4 separate regions of the Sus scrofa genome follow, and all the other regions are linked to region 1. A link is a contact called in public Hi-C data. All regions are on one chromosome and are shown on one strand. The core of a region is the stretch at or near the end of the contact, and the rest is flanking DNA. Distances in the headings are between cores, read along the strand shown.

What was found. Hi-C and Micro-C count contacts between places; a contact is called where the count stands out from the background.
Region 2: a Hi-C map of liver shows a contact between it and region 1, with 3 times the contacts expected there. The contact joins two enhancer-like sites. A contact is called at or near these places in 29 of 47 Hi-C or Micro-C datasets (adipose tissue, alveolar macrophages, blood and 16 more) and 1 of 2 datasets of contacts at active chromatin or transcription factors (skeletal muscle).
Region 3: a Hi-C map of liver shows a contact between it and region 1, with 8 times the contacts expected there. The contact joins two enhancer-like sites. A contact is called at or near these places in 11 of 47 Hi-C or Micro-C datasets (alveolar macrophages, embryonic fibroblasts, epiblast stem cells and 6 more) and 1 of 2 datasets of contacts at active chromatin or transcription factors (skeletal muscle).
Region 4: a Hi-C map of liver shows a contact between it and region 1, with 6 times the contacts expected there. The contact joins two enhancer-like sites. A contact is called at or near these places in 3 of 47 Hi-C or Micro-C datasets (alveolar macrophages, embryonic fibroblasts and liver) and 1 of 2 datasets of contacts at active chromatin or transcription factors (skeletal muscle).

The regions. Positions count from the first base shown.
Region 1 is chr9:55,080,611-55,086,020 of Sscrofa11.1, forward strand. No RefSeq gene overlaps it. Among named protein-coding and RNA genes, the nearest start is that of ETS1, 430 kb to the right of the region's middle. Within about 2 kb of position 3,236, at least 13 of the 83 cell types and tissues checked have an H3K27ac peak or open chromatin away from gene starts, as enhancers often do. A contact at or near this core is called in liver, where this site is marked.
Region 2 is chr9:55,549,413-55,554,822 of Sscrofa11.1, forward strand. No RefSeq gene overlaps it. Among named protein-coding and RNA genes, the nearest start is that of ETS1, 40 kb to the left of the region's middle. Within about 2 kb of position 3,304, at least 15 of the 83 cell types and tissues checked have an H3K27ac peak or open chromatin away from gene starts, as enhancers often do. A contact at or near this core is called in liver, where this site is marked.
Region 3 is chr9:55,471,999-55,477,408 of Sscrofa11.1, forward strand. All of the region lies in intron 3 of ETS1 (ETS proto-oncogene 1, transcription factor), which reads right to left. Among named protein-coding and RNA genes, the nearest start is that of ETS1, 37 kb to the right of the region's middle. Within about 2 kb of position 2,748, at least 40 of the 83 cell types and tissues checked have an H3K27ac peak or open chromatin away from gene starts, as enhancers often do. A contact at or near this core is called in liver, where this site is marked.
Region 4 is chr9:55,428,607-55,434,016 of Sscrofa11.1, forward strand. The region is part of intron 3 of ETS1 (ETS proto-oncogene 1, transcription factor); the gene reads right to left. Among named protein-coding and RNA genes, the nearest start is that of ETS1, 81 kb to the right of the region's middle. Within about 2 kb of position 2,450, at least 28 of the 83 cell types and tissues checked have an H3K27ac peak or open chromatin away from gene starts, as enhancers often do. A contact at or near this core is called in liver, where this site is marked.

The DNA of each region.
Region 1 (5,410 bases), core at 1,986-4,485:
TGGTCACTTAGATGTTAGCATGATATGTCCCTTTATTCTTTGATGTCCACTAATTAACCTCAAGTGGTTCACTAAGCTATTTAGCCACTAGTATTTTATTCCTTCAAAACTGACTAGGAGCTCCAGAATTTAACCATTTCTTGCCAGATAGTCCCATCTTTTCCTTACTAACTTCATATTTACCTTCAGATATACTGAGTGACCAAATATGGAAGCGTATTTCATGACGAATGACTTTAAGACCTATTGAATTTGAACACTCCCTGAGAGCCTGCCTTGATGAGCTTCACTCAGGAACCAAAATTTCACAGGTCCTGTATCACCAGGGAGGCCACCGCATCTGAAACACTCCGTGTGCGTGTTAGTAATCTGAGATGAGTGAGGTTAAATTGCTGGAGATCGCATAGAAAAAAATAGCAGCTGAGTCTAAAACCCAGATCCACCAAGTCCAGTATTATTATCATTACCCTTCAGGGTTATTGATTTATTCGTCGATCACACATTTGTGGAAGCGCAGTACGTATTACACGCTGGACCAGCTGCTTATAAGATTTAAATAAATGAACATTGTCCCTATCTTCAGGTCACTTAAATTTAGTAAGTGGTTTAATGTAAGTAGAAAGTTTTGATATAGGACATTGCAGTGGCTATAATGAAAAATGAACAAAATTAAAGTAAAACCCCAGAGAAAGTAGAGTCTTACTCTGCCTTGGAGATTTGGAAAATCCTAAACAGAGGCTAAAAACATTTATATTGAGTCTTGAATGATGGCAAAAAAAGTTGTCCAGGCAGAAAATTGAGGGAAGAACATTTCATAAAGGGCTAACAATAGAGAAATTCAGTGCAAGAAGACCAACATACACATAGAGTGGAATGGTGAGAAGTGAGAATGTATAACTGGATTGGAGACAGGCAGTGCAAGCTTGGAAGACCCACCTAAGGTGTTTGGAGTGTATGGGGGCGAGGGGAGCAGAAAAAGGCAGAGAGAGTTTAAGGTAGGGAAAAAGGTATTCAGATTTGTTTTTAGTCAGCCTTGGCAGCAGAATGTGGATTGAGCAGAAGACACTTCTAAAGGAGGTGGGTGTCTTTCTATTGACAGAGATGTTTGTACCACATGGAGCTAGGCTGCTGCATTTTTGGAAATGTCTTGTGCTTCTGCCACATGTATTTTCATAATTTTATTCAAAATCATCTATTGAGAGCTAACTAGGCATAAAGCACCAAAGTAGGTAAGACATGGTCTGAGAGCTCTAGGAATTTTCCATATTCCTTGCCCAGCACACTGTCAAGGTAAAAGAGCTAGAGAGATTCAGAGTAGAGAGAAACTGCTATTGAAGGGGTTAGAGTGGCTTTTTTTTTTTTTTTGTCTTTTTTTGTCTTTTTGCTATTTCTTGGGCCGCTCCCGCGGCATAGGGAGGTTCCCAGGCTAGGGGTCGAATCGGAGCTGTAGCCTCCGGCCTATGTCAGAGCCACAGCAACGCGGGATCCGAGCCGCGTCTGCAACCTACACCACAGCTCACGGCAACGCCGGATCGTTAACCCACTGAGCGAGGGCAGGGACCGAACCTGCAACCTCATGGTTCCTAGTCGGATTCGTTAACCACTGCGCCACGACGGGAACTCCCTAGAGTGGCTCTTTAAGTAAATAAAATTTGACCTCAAAGGTGATGGATGGATAGGGCTTCGTGAAGTCGAGGAGCTGAAATATTCTCACCAAAATGTCCTGCCGACCTTGTCTAGGAAACTGCAAACTAAAAGTAGAGACCAGAGCGTCTATCTATAACAATTCTCCACTATTTTCCTCTTGGAACTCAGAATAGAACAAGTGCTTTGCAATGATGCCAACCTAGACTATGTCTCTCACAAGCCAAAATTTCTGATGGCAAATCCAAGGAGGAAAAATACAACTGTTTCTGTTTGGATACATAACAGCAAACAACATGAGTTGTATTTTCGTTGAGTTCACTAGTTGTTGGGACAGCACTAGAAATTCAGCCAAAATGGTTAACTTGGGATTCTAAGGCCTTGGCAAGCACTAAACCTGACTTTAGAGAATTCAGCTTGTTTTTCCTTCAAGGTTTCTGACTAGCAGCCAAAAGCATAAAACACAAAAATCTCATTATCTCTAACTATTTTGAAGTTCCTTCCAACAGGTTGGCCAGGATAACTTTGTTTTATATTTGTAACTCGAGTCTAACTTCAGTTAATGCCAAAAAGGCAACCCGAGTCCTAATTAACTAATTAATTAACATAACAAAGCCTGCCCCATCTATAAATAATTCATTACAACTCACTCTATACTGTGGGTAAGTATTCCAGAGAAGCAATTTTGAAAATACTGTAAAGTTCTTGCTGTTGCTCTCTTGGTTTTATTTCTCTGAAAAGACATTTTGTCACCTGTTATATATGGCCATAACCAAGCTCCCAACAACATAGCTGGAAGGCAAAGAAAGAAATTAACTAAGCCTTTCTGCAAAAGTAAGGAAAGTGCTGATAGATAACAGCCAAGCCAAGCCATTTAGGGATGGACTTAGGACAAGAGGGCCTTCTCTCTTAGTTACAAATGCATCTGGCCTGTGTCCATGGGTAGATCGTATATCTGACAATATCCTCCCTTTTAATGCTTTGCAGATCCAAGGTATATTATCATACCCTAAGCCTGAACTCTCCAGGGAAATTATGTCAAGCCATAACCAAGGAAGTTGTATTGTAAAAATCACGGGAGGAACCAGCTGTGTGAAATTCACCGTTAGGAAACAAAAAACCGTGTACCGAAAGGTGGCGCTGTGACACTGCAGAATGATGCTAACCAGTGTGTTTATTCTCAAATCTCCGGAAGATTCAGGCTCAGCATTTACTGGGGCGGGGGGAGGTGGGGGAGCCGAACTCAGCTTTATTTTAGAACTTATCTCTGTGCACTCGAGGTGGACCTAAAGTTCTCATAAACTAATCTTCCAGCTTATTTTGCACACACAACACATTCCTGATGTGGGCAGGAAATAAACTAATTTTTATAAAGCCTCTCTGTCTGATGTATTCATTATTTGGATTTGCTGAGTTGTGTGATAGTGCTATTTTAGAAAAATAGATCAAATCAAGATGACTTACCCTAAAAAAAAAAAAGTTTTCTGCAAAATACTGAGAAATAGCTTAGCAGGCAGTTGAGCATATTAATCTGTGCTAATATGGACATAAAACTGAAACCATCATACAACTCTCACCTAGCATGCTTGCGATTGCACCTTTTTAAAAGTGAGATCCCATTGCTAATGGTTGCTTAAAATGCCAGTAGGCACGTTTTGTCCACAACGAAGCTCACAACCACATTTTAGAAGTTCTGCAGAGGGGCCGAAAGGCAAACAAGCCTCATTGTGTCTTTGGGACTAAATTACTTTCTTGTTCATTTCTAACCAAGGGTTTCATGGAATAAACATTCAAGCTCCTACTCTCATTTAGGGCAGAAAAGAACACATGCTCCATGAAACATTATTTCCTGAGCACCAAATATGTATTTTATGTTGTGCCAGGTGCTGGAGAGAGAAATAAGAAAAGTAGAACCCAAATTCATTCTCCTTGAGCAAATTCCAAAAACATACACCAACTAAGAGACGTGTGATATATTTTCAGTCATTGCCATAGTAAGATCTCATTCTAGAACTAAGTCAGTCTTGTTTACAAACACACAAATTCCTGGTCTATTTAAATCCTCATTGTTGGAGTTCCCTTTGTGGCTCAGCGGAAAAGAATCTGACTAGAATCCATGAGGATGAAACTTCCATCCCTGGCCTCACTCAGTGGGTTAAAGGATCTGGCGTAGCCAAGCTGTGATATAGGTCATAGATGTGGCGCGGATCTTGCTATGGTTGTGGTGTAGGCCAGTAGCTGTAGCTCAGATTCGACCTCTAGCCTGGAAACTTCCATATGCTGCAGGTATGGCCCTAAGAAGCAAAAAAACAAAAAAACAAAAAAAAACAAAAACAAAAATTCATCATTGTTAATTTTGGGGGCTGAAGTTCATCAAATGTATAATCTCAGAACCTCAGACTGTGAAGGGCATTGGACAATAGCTAACATTTATCTCACAATGATTTGCTATATCTGTAACAGGGCTATGCACTTTGTACACATTATCTTTTTAATGTTTATAACAATTCAGTAGACACCTCCACATTTTACAAATAGAGGCTCAGAAAAATTCAGTCATAAAAGGCCAACTCATGAATTTGAAACTGAATCTACTTAATTCTAGAGCCTGTGCAATGCCACACCAGTTTCAGGACCTGAAAAACCGTCGTGTCCTCAAAGTTCAACACTCAAAAATGCATTCACCCAAACATGTGTCATCGCCATAACACACCCACTAAAACATTCACCAAGTCTCCAAACACAAGGGGCTCACTCTAAAGCAGATTTTTTATTTTTCCACAATTTCCCCTAGTGTAAACCTCTGTCACACTTTCAAAGAAGGGCAAACTCTTCAAGTAGAACGGAGAGGTTCCAGAACATGTCCAGACATGTAAGGAGGGAGAGCTCACAGGGTCTCCACCCACACTGAATTGAACCTGTGAGCGACTGCAGCTAATCTATGAAGCCATGAAAGTTGCAACAGGTGGTCCTTTGGAAGATATTCCTTTGTGAACTGCCTGGCCCTCTGCTAGAAAGCCTCTGAGGCTCCCGGCAAAGGAATGATCCTTGGCGTGTGGGCTGAGCGTAAGGGCAGCACACAGAAGACTGGGCAGAGCAGGTGTCCTTCAGTTGCTTTGGCAAATACCTGTTTTTTTTCTCAAGGAGGGACTGGGTCATGAAACCAAGGGTAGCTTTAGAGTGTGTAGGAAGGTAATTCTACCAACCTCTCAGGGAGACTTCAAACCTTCCCGTTGCCAGAAGGGAATCAAACATAGTTGACTCTACTCAATATTCTGTGATAACCCATATGGGAAAAGAATCTGAAAAAGAATGGATACATGTCTACATATAACTGAATCACTTTACCGTGCACCTGAAATTAACACAACGCTGTAAATCAACTCTACGCCAATAAAATTTTTTTAAAAAATAGGAGTTTCTACTGTGGTGCAGTGGGTTAATGATCCGGCTTGTCTCTGTGGAAGTGCCAGGTCGATCCCCTGCCTGGTGCAGTGGATTAAGGATCTGGTGTTGCTGTAGCTGTGGCACAGGTCATAGCTCTGACTCGGATTCAATCCCTGGCCCAGAAACTTCCATATGTTGCAAGTGTGGCTGAAAAAATAAATAAATATATAAAATAAATAATAAATTAAAAATACAGTACGTTGTATAGTTATAAAATTATCGTCTTTGTTCTCACTTTCTTTCATATTTGTATGGCTCTAAAATCAGGAATAGCATATTGTACCCCAGGTAGGGTTGCCAAATAAACCACCAGACACAT
Region 2 (5,410 bases), core at 2,054-4,553, 470 kb after region 1:
CTGCTGGCCTAGTGGTTAAGGATAGGACATTGTCACTGCTGTGGCTTGGGTTCAATCCCTGTCTCGGATCTTCCACATGCCTCGGGTGCCACCCCTCCCAAAAAAGAGCCCTGAATTGGAATCCAGAGACATGGGTTTTAGAGCTCTGTGTAGCTTGTCAATTCTACTCAACAAGTATCTACAGAATCCCCTTTCTGTGCAAATCGAGATCTGGGTTCTGGTTTCTCATGGGTAAAGAGACAGTTATTCTTGATTCTAAGAAGGGCTTCTATCTATTACGGATCAGTTTCCATATGCAACATATGTGACTTTCAGAGACACCCTGTCATCATTCACAGGGAGAAACTGAATCTGAAAGGGTAAAAGAGCCAAACAGCAGCAAGTTAGGGTTTAAAAAAATCACAGCACTGGCATTCCCCTCGTGGCTCAGTGGTTAACGAACCCAACTAGGATCCACGAGGACGCGGGGTCGATCCCTGGCCTTGTTCAGGGAGTCAAGGATCTGGTGTTGCCATGTGCTGTGGTGTAGGTCGCACACGCGCCTCGGATCCCAGGTTGCTGTGGCTGTGGCGCAGGGCCGGCTACAGCTCTGATTCGACCCCTAGCCTAGGAACCTCCATATGCCGCGGGTGTGGCTCTACAAAATAATTATGAAAGCCAAAAAAATAATAATAATTAAAAAATCACAGCATTGTAGGAATTCCCTCTGTGACATAGTGGGTGAAGGATGTGGTGTTGCTGCAGCTGTGGCATAGGTGGCAGCTGTTGTTAGGATTTGATCCCTGGCCCCGGAATTTCCATGTGCTTTGGGTACAGCCAAAAAAAATAAAAATAAATAAATAAATAAATAGAAAATGGCTGCGATGTCATCCAAATCCCAGCCACCTCCACTTCCCACTCTGCCTCCCTGGGCCTCCCCCAGCCCCAAGCTTTACCTGTCCTAGGGCAGAAGAATCAAAACCAGGTTAGAAGTGTATTCACTTGCCAGGGACTCAGGTTGGCAGCAGGAAGTTAAGGGTGTCAGGAGTTCATAGTGATTAGGGATTAGGAAATCCTTTGCCCTCCAGACAATAACCGATCAGACTTCGAGTTTGGCTGGCAGTGGGGCCAGGCCCCCAGGTCAGGGACAACCGGTTAAATGTCTAAACACATCACATCACATCCCCTGCTGGGCGATATCCCCAAACAGAGAGGGACGCTGGGATGCTTTTCACCCAATTCTACAACCCAAACATCTGTCATGGTGCCATAGAGTGTCACATGTGACAAGATTATTAATTATAACGGTTGAGCATTAAGCCTTGGAGACCTAGCTTCTCCCCAACCGTTTCCTTCTACATTCTCTTTCTCTGTTTTTCTTTTCTTTTTTTTTTTCCTTTTGGCTACACAGCATGTGGGAGTTCCCGGCCAGGGATCGAACCTGAACCATAGCAGTGACCTGAGCCACAGCAGGGACAACATCAGGTCTTTAACCCACTGAGCCACCAGGGAACTCCTACATCCTCTCTATTTCTCTCTGGGTGTCTCTCCTTTTCTTTCCTCCGTTCCCTTCAACCCAACACACATGTACCTCTGGCTGCAGCTTGAGCATCTCGGCTTGCCTTTTAGACGTTTTGGGATTTGCCCACAGAAAAGAGAAAAGGCTGTGTAAATCACAGGGCCGGGTGAGAGGTGGGAAGGAGAAGCAAGTCCTGAATCCACTCTGTGACTAGTTTCTTCCAGATGGACACAAAAAAATCCCAGGGGTGTTGCTCTAAGAGGGGCTGATTTGCTGACCCTGATACAAGTCCTAGGGCCCAGCTGATCCCTGTAGGATATTAGTCACTCTATAAAACCTCCAGGCCAGTTTCCCAGGCTGTGGGGGCCTATAGGCAATTTCCCATAGGGTCTCAGAGCCTGAGAACCTATGCATTGCCCTGCTTGGCGGTGGGTTCATGTTGCATCAGACATGATTCTCTCTTAAAATATGACTTAGCCAATGTCCCCAAACAAAAGGGAAAACTTTCTCAACTTCTCTCACAGAGGAGTGGTGGGACCCACCCGGGGAACCCTCTTCCTGGCCACAAAGCACACACGAGAGCCGGGAGGCGTCTGGAGTCATCTACGCACGCTTGTTTCCAAGATGACACACGGGGGGCGGGGAGCAGAGTGTGTATGTTGGAGGGGCGTGGGGTGGGGTTGGAGGAGAGCACCGGGTGGGCAGAGATGGCCCTGGAGCAGAAGAGGTGGCAGGAGAAAGCCGGGGCATTGGTGTGGGAGGTGTCTGCTCCCCAGGATATCTCTCAGAGGACCCCGGGGACGGGAACAGTCCTTGGAGATGACCCAGCACGAATCCCGCCCACAACATCCCTTTCTTGGGCTCCTTGGGTCTTGGCTTAAACTCTTCCCTTTCTGCCCCTGGCAACCAGTGTCATCTCTGGAGTCCTGTCCGTGTTACAACGTCACCTTGCAGCTGGTAATCCCATGGAGGGGAGGTGGAAGAGGTAGCTTGTCGGCGTTATTTAGGCCAGCGCTCAGACCTATAGTGGCTTATTCCCATGGAAAGGAGATCCGGTTTAGGAGAGGGAGAGTGAGCGGAACGAAGAGGATTGGAAGGCGAGAAGGAGGAGGAGGAGGGAACCTGGGCCGGGGGGGAGGACCACACCAGGTACCCACGCATGGGCTGGACCTCGTCATCCGACCGACGCGGAGGAACCCAGGCCCAGGCTCGTCTCACGCGGAGGGTTCCCTCTTGACCTGAATGTAGTCCCACGTGCCCCGTGGCTGACTCCCTGGGGTTGACTCCCTGGGGTTGACTCCCGTTGCTTGCTTTCTACGCCTCTTGATCACCCACAACCTGCGTCTTCCTGTGCGTGGCTTGATCGTTCCCCAAAATAATACGAACAGCTTTAGGATTTGGAAGTTCAAAGCATTCTTCCTAAAAAGTGATACTGATACCTGAGTTTAGAGGATTTTCATTCTTGATGATGAAATATGAATGTAACCCTTTGGCTCTGAGGCTGCAGGACCAACCGCATAACAGACCAGCACAAATGGGTTTCGTGATCTGAGGCCTTGTCCTCTATTCCACCTGCTGAACCAGCGGGTCTCCAAGCCCTGGGAGGGTCCCTGCCTCCCACCACTGTGTCTTCCTCCCGGTGTCACCCAGGAAGCCCACATCGGACAGGGAAGCTGGGGGCGAGGGCAGGGAGAAAAACCCAGGCATCTGAAAGAGGATGATAACACGGCTAACTTGCCAAGTTTTACACTTTCTGCGCGCTACTGAGATCTAAACCTCTGGGTTTGGGGCTGACTTAACACTGGCCTGGGGTGACTTCCTGTTTTTCAAGAAAAGAGATGCGTAGTCACTCAGAGAGTGTTCTGGGCGCCAGTCAGCTTTGACAAAAGTCTTCTCCAGACACCAGCAGAACCCGGCTGGAGAGAAAGAATCAGACCTGGACAAGAAAGTTTTGAAGCCAGGTGGGCTGTGCTTCCAGAAGGGTGGAGGCCAGGCAGGGTCAGCCTCTGCCCGCCCAGGTCGCCTTTTCTGGGCACCGAACAAAGAAAGTGGTTCTGAAAGAGGGTGACAGAGGCACATGCTCCCTGCTGGGAGCTGGCTTCCTTGCTGCTTGTTCTCCATTTAATCACAGAGAAGGGTCCTGAGCAGGGGTTGGGGGGCCAAAGTGCACTGTGGGGTCAGCAGGGCAATGGCCCTCCTGGACTTTCTGGACTAGACCCAGATTCTTTTTCTTTCTTTCTTTCTTTCTTTCTTTCTTTCTTTCTTTCTTTCTTTCTTTCTTTCTTTCTTTCTTTCTTTCTTTCTTTCTTTCTTTTTTTGGTCTTTTTAGGGCTGCACCTGTGGCATATGGGGGTTCCCAGGCTATGGATCCAATCGGAGCTGTAGCTGCCGGCCTACACCACAGCCACAGCAACTCGGGATCCAAGCTGCACCTGTGACCTACACCACAGCTCACGGCAATGCCGGATCCTTAACCCACTGAGCAAGGCCAGGGATCCAACCCACGACCTCATGAATGCTAGTCAGATTCATTTCCATGGAGCCATGACAGGAACTCCACAAGACCCTGTTTCAATTTGCCATCTGAATGTGTCCGTAAACCTAGGGTCAGACCGCAGGTCCCACTGGCAGAGCGGAGGGAGGTCACCATGACCTTGGGAAGCACTGGTGGGTCAGCTTGGACCAGGCTCGGGGTCAGGCCTTCCTGATGGCTCTGCAGAGAATAGCATGGGTTCCACAGGTGCCCCCGACTCTGCATACTCCTGAACAGCAGCCGCTGTCACCACCCGATGCCATGACATGGAGGTCCTGCCCTGAAGCACGGCACAGCCTTCACTCAGTGTGGTTAAAGAAGTGGGTCTGGGTAGGAATCTATTACTCACCCCTCCCGAGCCTACGCTCCTGAGAACAGGGCATAGTTCTGTACCTCCTAGTGCCTTGTATACAGTAGGCACTCTAATGAGCAGGTGCTGACTGAGTCTCATGGATTCTCTCTCTGGAAGGAGAGGCGAGGAAATAAAGAACAGGATACAAGTGGGAGGGAGTTGCGCTGAGTCCTTCCAAAAGCGGATCCACCAGACCCTTTACTCTTCGCCCTGCTCAGCATCCTTAGAGGGGTCCCATCTGGCCCCAGCCCCAGCTCACTACAGGCCACCGTGGTCCCTTTCCCCTCCGGCTTCCACTTTCTTCTAATACTCTGTTCTCATAATTCTTTTCATCCTGCATTCCAAATTACCTGGTCTCCACCGAGGACCCAAGCATTAAACACCATGATCCACCAGACCCCACTCCTGCTGACCACAGGTTAGAGGTATAAGACCCTGGCTTTCTTTGACCAGGAAGGCACAACAGATTCGGGGTGGGATAAGAACTAAGAGGGGAAAGGTGTAAATGTCCTCCTGATTTTTTTTTTTTTTCTTTTTAAGGGTTGAATGGGAGCTGCAGCTGCCAGCCTCCACCACAGCTACGGCAATGCATGATCCAAGCCACGTCTGCGACCTACATGACAGCTCATGGCAACACCAGATCTTTAACCCACTGAGTGAGGCTAGGGATTGAACCTGCATCCTTATGGATACTAGTTGGGTTCGTGACCCAGTGAGCCACAATGGGAACTCCCTTCCTCATCTTTCTTCTGATGCTTAACTGTGGGAGCGTTTTCTGATGAAGCTGTTTTGCACTTAGCGACCACCCTGAGGATCACATGCTCGTCTTTCCATTTCTGTGCAGAAAGGTCAAGGGCTCATGAGGTGTTGGGAGACCCAATCTGGGGCCCAGGTCCTTGTAGCCCTGAAGTCGCCGTGCAGGTGCTAAGGGGCAGGACAAAAAAAAAAAAAAAAGGCCCAGGCTTTGGGGTCAGAGAGACCTGAGCAGGAACAAGACCTTTGCCAACGGTGTGACCTTGGAAAGGAA
Region 3 (5,410 bases), core at 1,498-3,997, 390 kb after region 1:
TTCTGTTATTTAGTCTTTACTCAACGGTGCAGGAACAGGCCACAGGCATTTCAGTCTCTTTCATTATAAAACCCAGTATTCAGCCTATCAACGGGATGCAGGCCAGGCTGTAGGCCCTGCTCAGTTAAGAATGTTCATCTGCACTGACCAACGGAGGAAAGGCAGAGCTGTCACTGGGCGGCTCCAAGGAGCTGGCCAGGGTAGGGTAAAAACTCCTTGTGCTGGATTTGAAATTTCTGAAAATGTCTCCACCTGTCTGTCTGTGGCAGCGGATATAACAGTCAAGGGTTCCAAGAGAAGGCAAAGAATAGAAATGAGGGCTAAGATGCCAAAGGATGGCCAGAGTTGGAGGCAGTGGCTGGGGCAAGGAAGCATCTCTCTGTGCCGTGGTTTCTGCACCCATTGTGGGAGGAAGGGTTGGCTTTGGATTTCAGCCCCCTTAGGGGCCCTGCTCCTGCCACTCATCTTTTCCCATTGATCGCAAGAGAGGACCATGCGGGGAATATCCCTCAGTCAGTGGCTAGTCCATGAGAAGGAGATTTCAGTGTGATGCTCCTATGACGCTCTGAAGTGGCCCCAAGGGCTCGGCCCCATCCCACCTCTATGTCCCAGTAGGGACCACAGGCCCCTACCCTTCAGGGCGTTTGGAGAGATTATTCTGAGGAGCATGAAATAAAACGAGACATTAAGAAGGAAACAGGAGAAATGTGATTGGATTTCAGGCAAGGCGTCCATGCCTAGTGTCTCTGCCACAATGGGATGGAAACAGTTCCCAGATTTCAATACTGTCTCTTGGGACTGAAGGAGTGGTGAGAAGGGATTGACAGGAAGGAAGCTTTACCAGTGAATACAACCCAGCTCAACAAAAGAGACTTGACTTGCTAAATACAAGATGCTAAGTGCTGCCTGGGTTCAAAGGTACCTTTTCCCTTGGGCTGGAGTTCTTAACCTCCTGGGGTCTCAACCACTTTGAGAATCAGAGGAAAGCTAAGGCCCTTAGGAAAGTCCTCCCATAAAATTTCAGAGGGATCCCTTGTTTCTGAAACTCGCCCCCATCAAGCACCCCTGCTGTATGAGAATCTGCAGGCCTACAACTTGGCAGAAAGTTGTCAGCATTGATAAAAAACATGTATGACGCAGGTAAGAAATCAAGTGACAACTGCAAAGGCAACTAGAACCCTGGTTCTGTGGCTCTTTAAATCACTGGGGTCTGTTTCTTAGGCCCAACTTCAGCATGTTTCAGGAGGTACCCCCAAAGACTCGTAAAACAACTTCGGGAATTGGTAGCCTTGTTTTGGGGTTTTTTTTAATGCCACTCGTAAGAAGGAACAGAGGTTGCAAAGGTCTGTTTTCTTTCATAGCAAGAAAGCCCAAAAGACTTCAACATTTCTGTGGAGGTGGTGAATGAATCTAATTGGGCTGTTCCAAGTGGGGGAACCCCAAGTGGGGGAACCCCGAGTCGGGGAAGCATAACCTTACAGCCATGTGGGGGAGGGGCGGTGGTATGGGGGCAGGATCTGAACCAAAGTTGCTGGCCTCTCAGGCCTCTCACACTGGCAGCCTCAGAGAGCCAGAGGTTGCCCTATTCATCAGTGGGGAGGTAATTTCCCTCATAGTGCAATTAGGTCTCACGTTTGACCTATGACCTCTGGCCCATGCGATATTTATGATCTCCAGACAGGCAGCGAGGGGGCAGAAGGTAGAAGCTGAAGGCATTTAATGGATTAGAGGGAGGAAGGAAGGAAGGAAGGAAGAAGAAGGGAAGAAAAAGGAAGGGGAGGGAGGGAGGAAGGAAGGAAGAGATGAACCTGACTAGTTCAAAGTAATCTACGAAATCCTGATTTGAGAGCCATGCTCAGGTGCTCGCCTCTTCCACAGTCAATACGGTTTTCAGCTCCTCACTATAATTCTGCGAGGCGGGATCTACTGTCTTACACACGAGGACACAGGCTTAGGAGGGGTCAACGGTGTGCCCATGGTCACAGAGCTGGTAGGTGGCTGGGCTAAAACCTTGGCCCAGACCCACCTCATCAAGTCCCCAGTTCATTTCTCAACAGTAACCTTAAGCACGTGCGCGCCCGCCGCTCGCTCGCCTCGCGGTCTATCTATCTCCCCAACTCATCTAGAACTGCCCCCCGCCCCCAGCTCTTGCAAAACAATCTCTGTCCAGAATCTCTTCTGTTCCAACCGTCTCTTTCTCCATCCCGGCTCGGGGCAGGCATGCTACCCCCTGACGGCATGGAAGGCGCTCAGTCCCAGCCGGTCCGCTCCTCCCAGCCGGGACCGGGATCCTCCAGCCGGGGCTCCTGGACGCCCTGCCTCCCTCGCGGCGGGCCCCGCCTGCGCCCGCCTCGCTGGCAGCGCCGGGGTTAACCCGCCGGCCTGCGGAGCAATGATTTCTGTTTTATTTCAGCAGGGGAAGTGTGTGCCGGCCTGATTAGCCTGATGGTTTCCTCTTTTCCCATAACCTCCAGACCCCCACGGCCCAAGTGTTTACTCTCTGAAATAAAAAATCTGCTGGTGTTTTTCTTTTTGTGTGCTCGTGTATTTTGGGAGGATTGCAGAGGAGGAAGGCGGGTGGGGGTTAGGGACGCGGAGGCGGGAGGGGAGGGCGCGAAAGGGGGGCGAGCCACCTCCCCTCGTCCCTCCCCCACCGCGCCTCTTCCAGCTGCAGGCTCGGGCTGAGACCCCTGGCCGCAGCGCAGGAAAGAAACTTATTAATGAGGGAGCTGGGTCTCCTGCTTCAGCAGCTATAAACACAGCGAACATCTGGAGAGAGTAAGTCTCTTGGCGACCAGACGCTGAGAACAGGCTGCCTCTGCGCATCCCTCCCCCGCCAGGGCCCCTCCCCCCGCCCGACTCCAGCCCCCGCACCCTCACCCACCCCGCGCTCGCTTCACCCAGGGCGGCAGAGCGGGGACTGACGCCAGGCGGCCTCCACCAGGGGCCCCCAGCCCCGCTCCCCCCGCCGAGTTCCCGAAGAGGGGGGTCAAGACTGCTTGAATCAAATAAGAACTCCGTGCCCCAGGGACCTTTTCCCAACTCGGGCCAAATATTTGTGGTTTGAAAAAGTTAAGAGAACTTTTTTTCTCCCCAGCCCCCTGGGACTTCCAGGGCAATGCTGTTACTTCCTAGGATTTTTGAGAAGCAGCGCTGGAGGACAGCCAGCGGAACGCTCGCATACTCCTTGTCACTCCTTGTGGCCCCGGTTTCTCCCACTAGGTTACCCTCCCGCCCCAGGAGCGAAGGAGGTGATTTACATTTGTCCTTACTGCCCTGGGCCGCTGGAGTCCCTCTGAGAGACACAGGTCTCTAACCCACAGCTTCTCTTTCTGGCCCTCACCTGGCTCCCTTCTCCTCCCGCTAGTAAAATGCGGCATCGCGGAAGGTAAAATTGGCAGGTGTCTGAAAATTACCCTGGGGCGCCGGAGCATGGGCAAAGCTGGGGAGACAAGAGTGGGCCACCAGGTTTCTTTGAGTCACTTAAATTCACACTCATCATGGTGAAAGGGTGGCATCTATTCATCACCTGCTATGACGACCTTTGAAGGACACACTCTGCCCAGTCTATAGTACGAGGCAACTGTGAAATAAGTGTAAGCGTCCCGCCTGTTAAAGGGGAGGGAACAAAATCCCGGTGAGTTCTTGCTCTTCCCACCATACCCCCTAAACGCTTTGCTGGGACCCCATACCTTTCAGCTGATACTCAAAAACTTACAAAGTTATTGTGATCTGAATATGAACTAGCCCAGGCTGGAAAGCTACCGGGGTGGTGGGTGGGAGATAGGATGGGCGGGGCAGCGCAACCTCCGCAAATAGGAGGCAACTCGGTTCCCAGCCAGAGAAATATCCTTGGTGGATGGAGAAGAGAGTCAGGCACTTGCAGAAATCTCATCATCAGGAAAACGAAATGATGAGCGAGACTGAGAGCTAGTTTTTTTTTTGCCTGTGGCTTCTCTTCATAATGCCCTCCCAGGGCTCTTTCCCCGAGCCTTTCCTCCTGGCTGACTTTGGTCCTCTCAGGGATGGGATGCGGGTGCCGAAAGGGTTTCCTGCAGCAAGCTTCGGTCAGCACAGCACGGTGCCCTGGATGCAGCTTGGCAGGGCAGCTGGGCTCTCACTGCAGCCTTCCGTGAAAGGCTAAAACCTGTGCCGGGGTTACAGCTTCCCCCTTCCAAACACAACTCTCAAGTCAGATTCCGAGAAGGTCGAAAGTTTCCTTGAGAGGAATAGCCCACATCTCTCTCTCTCTCTCTCTCACACACACACACACACACACACACACACACACACACACGTGCGCACGCACAATCAAAACTGTTTTGAACAAAGAACCTGGAACAGGTCCTTTATAAAAGGAAAACATACTCAATGAGGAAAGAACAGTATACCGTGTTTTAAACCACAGGGCCCGTCTGAGAGGGCCAGCTGAAAGAACAAGGCTGTTGGGAGAATAAACATTTCAGAGCAAGGTGAATCTCCATTTAACAAGTCTCTCTGGCATTCCCTCCCCGTGCTCCACACTTAAAGCCAAATTGGAGGCATCTGTTTTTCCTGCTGAAACTTCCCACCTGGTTGCCGATAGCCCTTTTCCAAACACTGGGCCAGGTTTGATCTCTCCCAGCCGCCTGGCCGTCTGGGAAAGCCCCAGGAGAGACCATGAACTCGGACTCGACGCGTCTCCCACTTGAACTTCCAAAGTTTAGGGGGGAAAGACACTCTTTAGCTCTACCGTTTTGCAGGAAAATGTATGTTAAAAGTGTTCAGTATTACAGGGAGAGCCAACGTCACACTCTTTCTGACCAATCTTTATCTCCTAAAGCAGTGTGACATTTCACCTCGGAACTATTTCTTAATATATATAAATGTACCCTCACATACACATTTGAAGAAATGTTGCCTAGAGACAGGCATCAGCCTTCCCCATTCTCCTTGAATCTTCTCAGTGTCCAGCACGTGGCCCTGGCCTCCAAAAGTGTTCATCCCATCATCGGGTCACTTTCTGACTCAATACCCAGACAGTTTTGGTTCTTGGGCACGTCAGGATATGGTACAGTGGCAAACATTCATAGTGAGTTGCTAAGTGACGGCAGTGCTTTACGCTTGACACATATTAACTTAGTGGTTCTCAAAGTGTGGTCTTCAGACCAGCAGTGGCGGCAGCACCACCTCCCACCCTCCCACCCTCCCACCTCCACCCCCGCGCACTGAGAACTTTGTGAGAAATGCAAATTTTGAGCCTTACCCTAGACTCACTGAATCAGAAACCCTGGGGTTAGACCCCTAGAACCCGCCTTTTAACAAACCCTCCAGGTGACTCTAGCACACTTTGAAAACACTGGTTTAGATAAAGAAACTGAAGAACAGAGATGCAAGTTGCCTAAGTAACGCAGTTAGGAAGGGCTGATGG
Region 4 (5,410 bases), core at 1,200-3,699, 350 kb after region 1:
ATTGGCCCGGAGCCGTGAGCATCAGTGGGCCTGAGAGGCCAATGGGTGGAAGGCAGAGAAATGATCAATGCGGAAAGGGGAGGGAGCAGAAGCCACTCTCCACCTGCTGCCTCAGGTGGGAAAGGGAGAGACCAGGATGCAGATGTGCAGCCCTCACCTGTGGCTGTAAGGAGCTCCGCCTCCCTGGGAAGCCAGGAGGAAGCTACAGCCACCACAGCCCCAGGCTCCTGCACTGAACACCTCTGCAGCCCGTAAAAGTGCCTGTTATCTCTGCCCAGACAGACACAGGCTCCCTACTCAGCGGAGCCAAACCAAGAGAGCCACCAGCTCCGCAGGTGTGAGGGCGCGTGCTTGGAGCATCAGGGGAGAGCAGTGGGGTCTCTGGTCAGGAAAACCCAGGTCCACCTCCTCAGGCGCATGGCCGGACAGCCTCACCAGCAGACCTTTACCCCTGGCTGCTGACGGCTGCGGGCTGTCTCCCAGGAGTGATAAAAATGTACCAGAGTCAGTTTTCGGTGATGGTTGCACAACTCTGTGAATGTACTAAAACCACTCAATTGTACACTTGACCATGGTGAGTTTTACATTATGTGAATCATGTCTTCATTTAAAGCAACAATACTAACAAAAAAAAAAAAAAAAGAGCTAACAAGCACCTGCTGTGAGTCAAGCGATCGGAGTACCTCGGTGACTGGGAAACGTGGAAGGGAAACCTGGAGTTTTGTGGGGGCAACGAACTCCCCCCCCCCATAAGCACACAAACAGGTGCAAGTGTCTCACACTCAACTTGTGACGATGGTTCCAATGATGGCCGAGATGAAAGGTTTTGCAATGGAGAGTGAGTGATGGGGCTGGTTCCAGAAGCCGTGGGGCCAGGGGTAGGAAAGAACCCGCTGCTGTCCTGAGCATGGGGGGCAAGGGAGAGGAGGGAGCCAAGGTGTCAAGGACAACTCCAAGGGCAGGTGGATGGCATCAGTGAGAGGGAAGAGACAGCTATGTGACCTCAGCCACAGAGAGACCTCGGGAGATGGCACGGAGGCCCACTCTCCGGGGGACCATGGGAGGTGCTGGGGCAGGGCACATCCCGAGGTGGTTGCCTGGCGTCTCCGATGTCTGGGACCACTTATGTGAGGCCTGAGAGAGAGGGCCACAGACTGCAGGAGATAAGCAGGGCACCTCGCATTCCCCTGACCCCAAGCTGTCCCCAGAAGAGGCTGCCCAGGAGCTCACCTAGAGTGACATTAGCATTAGCAGATTTCTAAGTATAAGGCTTTCAGGAGAAGACGTCTCCACCAGACCTGAGTCTTTCTGGAAGTTTCTCTCCCAATCCCTTGGTGGGGGTTGGGGGGGCAGACAGAAATGGGCTTCAGGCAAACAAACACTGGACCAGGCTCACCGGCCCTGAACCGAGAAAGGTGCAGCTCACAATACTGTGACCAAAAGGGACCTTTTGGAAAATTCTTTTCCAAGAGGGATCATGAGTTTGGGCCCCTGGAATGCCCCGGAGAAGTTCTGATTGGCTCGCAGGCCCTGACTCAGATTGAGCACCAGCTCCACCCTCAGATGAGTAAATAAACTGACCCACAGACTGGGGGAGGGGGAGGGGGCAGCGGGAACAGGATGGGAACCCAGAGAAGGCCGGTGCTGACTCTATGCAGAGAAGAGACAGATGAGGCATCAAGTCCCTTCCACAGACGGTGGTGCGACACAATTCAGGAAATATTTCTCTGGGCCTCACACACCACTCCAGTTGGGACACAGCCCTGCCCTGGCAGCCCGCGCGTTGCTGCTTTATAATACACTGAATTAGTCACTGGATTAGCAAGCGCATTTACACACATAGGAGCACAGCTGTTTAAAGACACAGGATCCCCTCTTCCAGGTGCCAGAGTTTGGCTGCAAATCAACCACCGCAAGTGGCAACGGGCACAGGGTTCCCAAAGGCGTCTTCAGTTGCAAAGCGATCTAGGGAAAGTCCGTTAGAATTGGGAGGGTCTGACGGGCACGTCCAGAAGGAAGCAAGGCCAGTGGGCTTTTTCAGACCCGAGATATTATCTTCGAGGCTGCCGCGTGGATGCACTGACCTGGCCCTTCTCAGCAGTGGGCTGACGTGGGGTGGGGGTGGGGGGCGGCCTGGCTGGGGACAGGATGGCCCGGGGCAGGCAGCTCTCCCCTGGGCTGGCTGCACCCACAGGTGGCAGAGGTTTCCTCCTAAACCCTCAGATGCCAAGGTCACCTTCAGAAAAGAAGGGATTCCAGGCAAAGAGAACACTTCGGCAGTGAAGAGAGTTCTATATCCTGATGCTAGCAATTCCAAGAACCAGCCCTGTTGACCCAGCCATGCCCGGACATGATGTTCCAGAGTCGCAACGGTGACCTGAGGCCCGGCTCAAGTCTGGTAAGAGTGCGTGAGAGGAAGAAAACAGTGTCATCAGCCACAGGGACTGTGCTGGCCCACTTGGTTAGGGGGGTGTCAAGTGGAAAATTTTCTGTAACCAGGTTAACAGCAACCACAGTCCTAACAACCACTGAAGTAGCAACGGTGCTGTCAGCAAAGAGCACTGGTACAGAAGTGGCAGCCTACAAGACCGCAGGATAGGGCACCTTTTAGGAGACCCTGTGTCGGTGAAAAAGCATGTTACAGGATTTATCTCAAATCCTTACAAGAGCCCCGAAAGCTCTTTATGACTATCTCCACTGTAGGGATTAGAAAACGAAGGCTCAGGGAAGTTGAATACGTAGCCTGAGGACAAATGAGCGAGCAGAGCATGCAAACGGCAGGGCTATGTCACCCCCAAACCGTGCTCCTTCCAGGACGGGGCAGCTGCCGTGGGGACCTCATCGCAACCAACAGAATAAAAGAGAGGCTGTGGGCTTCAGGGACCAAGAGGACTTTCTACAGAGCAACCCAAGCGCAGATCCCTTCCCTGTGATCCTGCGTGTTGTCTACACCATGGATCTGAAGATAATGCAAAGACACCTGTGGCATCAAAAGACCACCTGACAAAGAGAAGAACCATCTACCGATGACTGAAAAGGTGTCCTGCATTTCAGCTCCATCAGAACAGGAATTGGAAGAAGATGGGCCATAGATGTGTGGCCGGTTCGTGGGGGAGGAGCCTCTTTGAATCTTGCACCAGCTTTGGGAAATTCAAACACTAACTCCTCGGAGCTGGTTTGCCCATAAAAACACTGAGAATGTTCTCTCCTGACAAAGAAGGCAGCTGGGGCCCCTGGCGACCAGACTCATCCTCAGTCCCGTGCTGTCTACAGCAGACCCTGAGCAGCACAGGCTGACCAAACCCTGTGACCTTGGGGGCAAGTCACCGGGGCCCCATCTCATTTAAAACACTAAGTAGCTCTTTTGCTCATCCAGCACCCAAAGCACTTCCAAGATAATGCAGCCAGTCTGGAATTTCAAATTCCTCCCATCAGCCCATCCATCACAGGTAAGGGCCTTGGAAAAGCCACAAGGCTCTCCTAAGAGAGGCCTTCAGAAATCCAGAAATAAAGAGATACTTTATTTTTTTTTAATTCTCCAACTGAATCAGAGGTTAACGGCAGGTCCATCATGTAGATTTGATTCATTCCATGTGTGTGTTTTATTTTTCTACGAAGGTTCCTGTTGCATCAAGCAGCCTCAAGGCCGAGACGTGTGCCTCTGAATATGCCCTTTCTGGAGGATTCTCAAGCATGGGGCGAGTCCTTATTTCATGCCTCGATTTCCCAATCTGCAAAATGGGGGCCCAGGCACCAAGCCTCTAGGCACGTTGAGTAACTTTCGGTACTCACATTTCGTTTGTTCACTTTGAATGTGAAAATGCACGTGGAAATGATGTGAGCTACGTTTTTGGCTTCCTCGCCATTACACATCCCAGTGGTATATATTTATAGATAGACTGATGTTCTCTTTCTTAGCCTGAGAATAATGAGGAGCCCAAAAGAGCACGCTGAGCAGAAGGATATGCCAAGAATCAAAGCCTCTGATGAGAATGTTAGCAAATTGTCTCTCCACACTGATTCTAAGTCAGTGGGCCTTTGTAATTAGAAAGATCTAAGTTTAAATGTGGGACTTGAAAGTTCTACGGGCTTGGAAAAATTCTTGGAGCCTGAGACTTGATTTCTTATCTTCATGATGGGGATGAAAACCTCGATACAAACGCTTACGTCTCAAATAAGCTCCAAGGAGATACTGAACCACGCAGGGCCTTATGGTGGATATTTTAGAGTAACTCTATATGGAGTATCCATGATTTATATTTTAAATTAAATATTCAATATGTTTTCATTTAAAAATGGATATTTTAAAATATCAATGGAGTACCTAAAATTTCAAGGTATATACATTTAAAAACTGTGAATCACTCTGTTGCACTGCTGTAACTTATCGAATATTGCACCCTGACGATACTGCCATCTAAAAATTGTAAATGCATTTTTTTTTTTACATTTAAAAAAAATGGAACACCAACTGCATGGGGTTGTTTCTAGAATGTGATTATTTGTGGGACATACTCTGCAAAGTGCCTGAGCCACAGTAGGTACCCTAGAACGACTTCTACCCTTACCTCACTCTGCCACGCTAAAGCCCACCCATGTACAGTGACCCCCAAGCAAGCCCCGGGCAGTTCTGGAGAACGTTTGGTTTCCATGAGTGGGCAAGGAAGGTGTGAGGGGAAGCTCTTGATCTTCTGTGAAATCAAGGATGCATTTCCTGTACCCACACGACTCCCCCTTAGCGAGTTCCTACGCCTTCAGCATCGCCTCTCTGTATCACATCTCCCACCCGTTTAATAACACCCCTGGCATCGCCACAGCCTCCGGAGAACTTGCGACACGTGACCTCATCGACTCCCCCAGTCTCTCCCAAAGAAAGGCAGCTCGCTCACCAGGAACGCGCCTCTTTCCCCGGGACGGAGGGCGACACAGAGATGGGGCTAGAACCCAGCCGGTGAGCATGAAAACAGACTCAGGCAGCCTGACTGTCACACCACGCAGGCAAAGGAAGAAGGATGATCACTGACAGAGATGGTGGACCTGTCCAACTGGCCGCACAGAAAGTGCTCCAACCAGGAAGAGGAAAGACCAAGGGATCCGTAGGCCTGACCAAAAACGGGATGTGCATTTTGCAGCCACTAAGATTTGCTTTACGAGACTAAAATTGCCCTGACAAGGTTAAAGCTGGTGCCCAGATTCAGAAATGCCTGACTTGAAACTATTGTCTCCATTTCTGCTGCTGCCAGGTAGCATTCCCACCTCCTCTTCCCCAGTAATCCAGGGCCTGCAGAGAGCACTGCTGGCTCTTTAGCACGAAACTCAGTCCCAAGGAAACAGGCCAAGGGGCTACTTCTCCATGTAACAAACTGTCCTTTGGCCTCTGGCTTCCAAAAAGAGCAAAACAGAGGGGAAA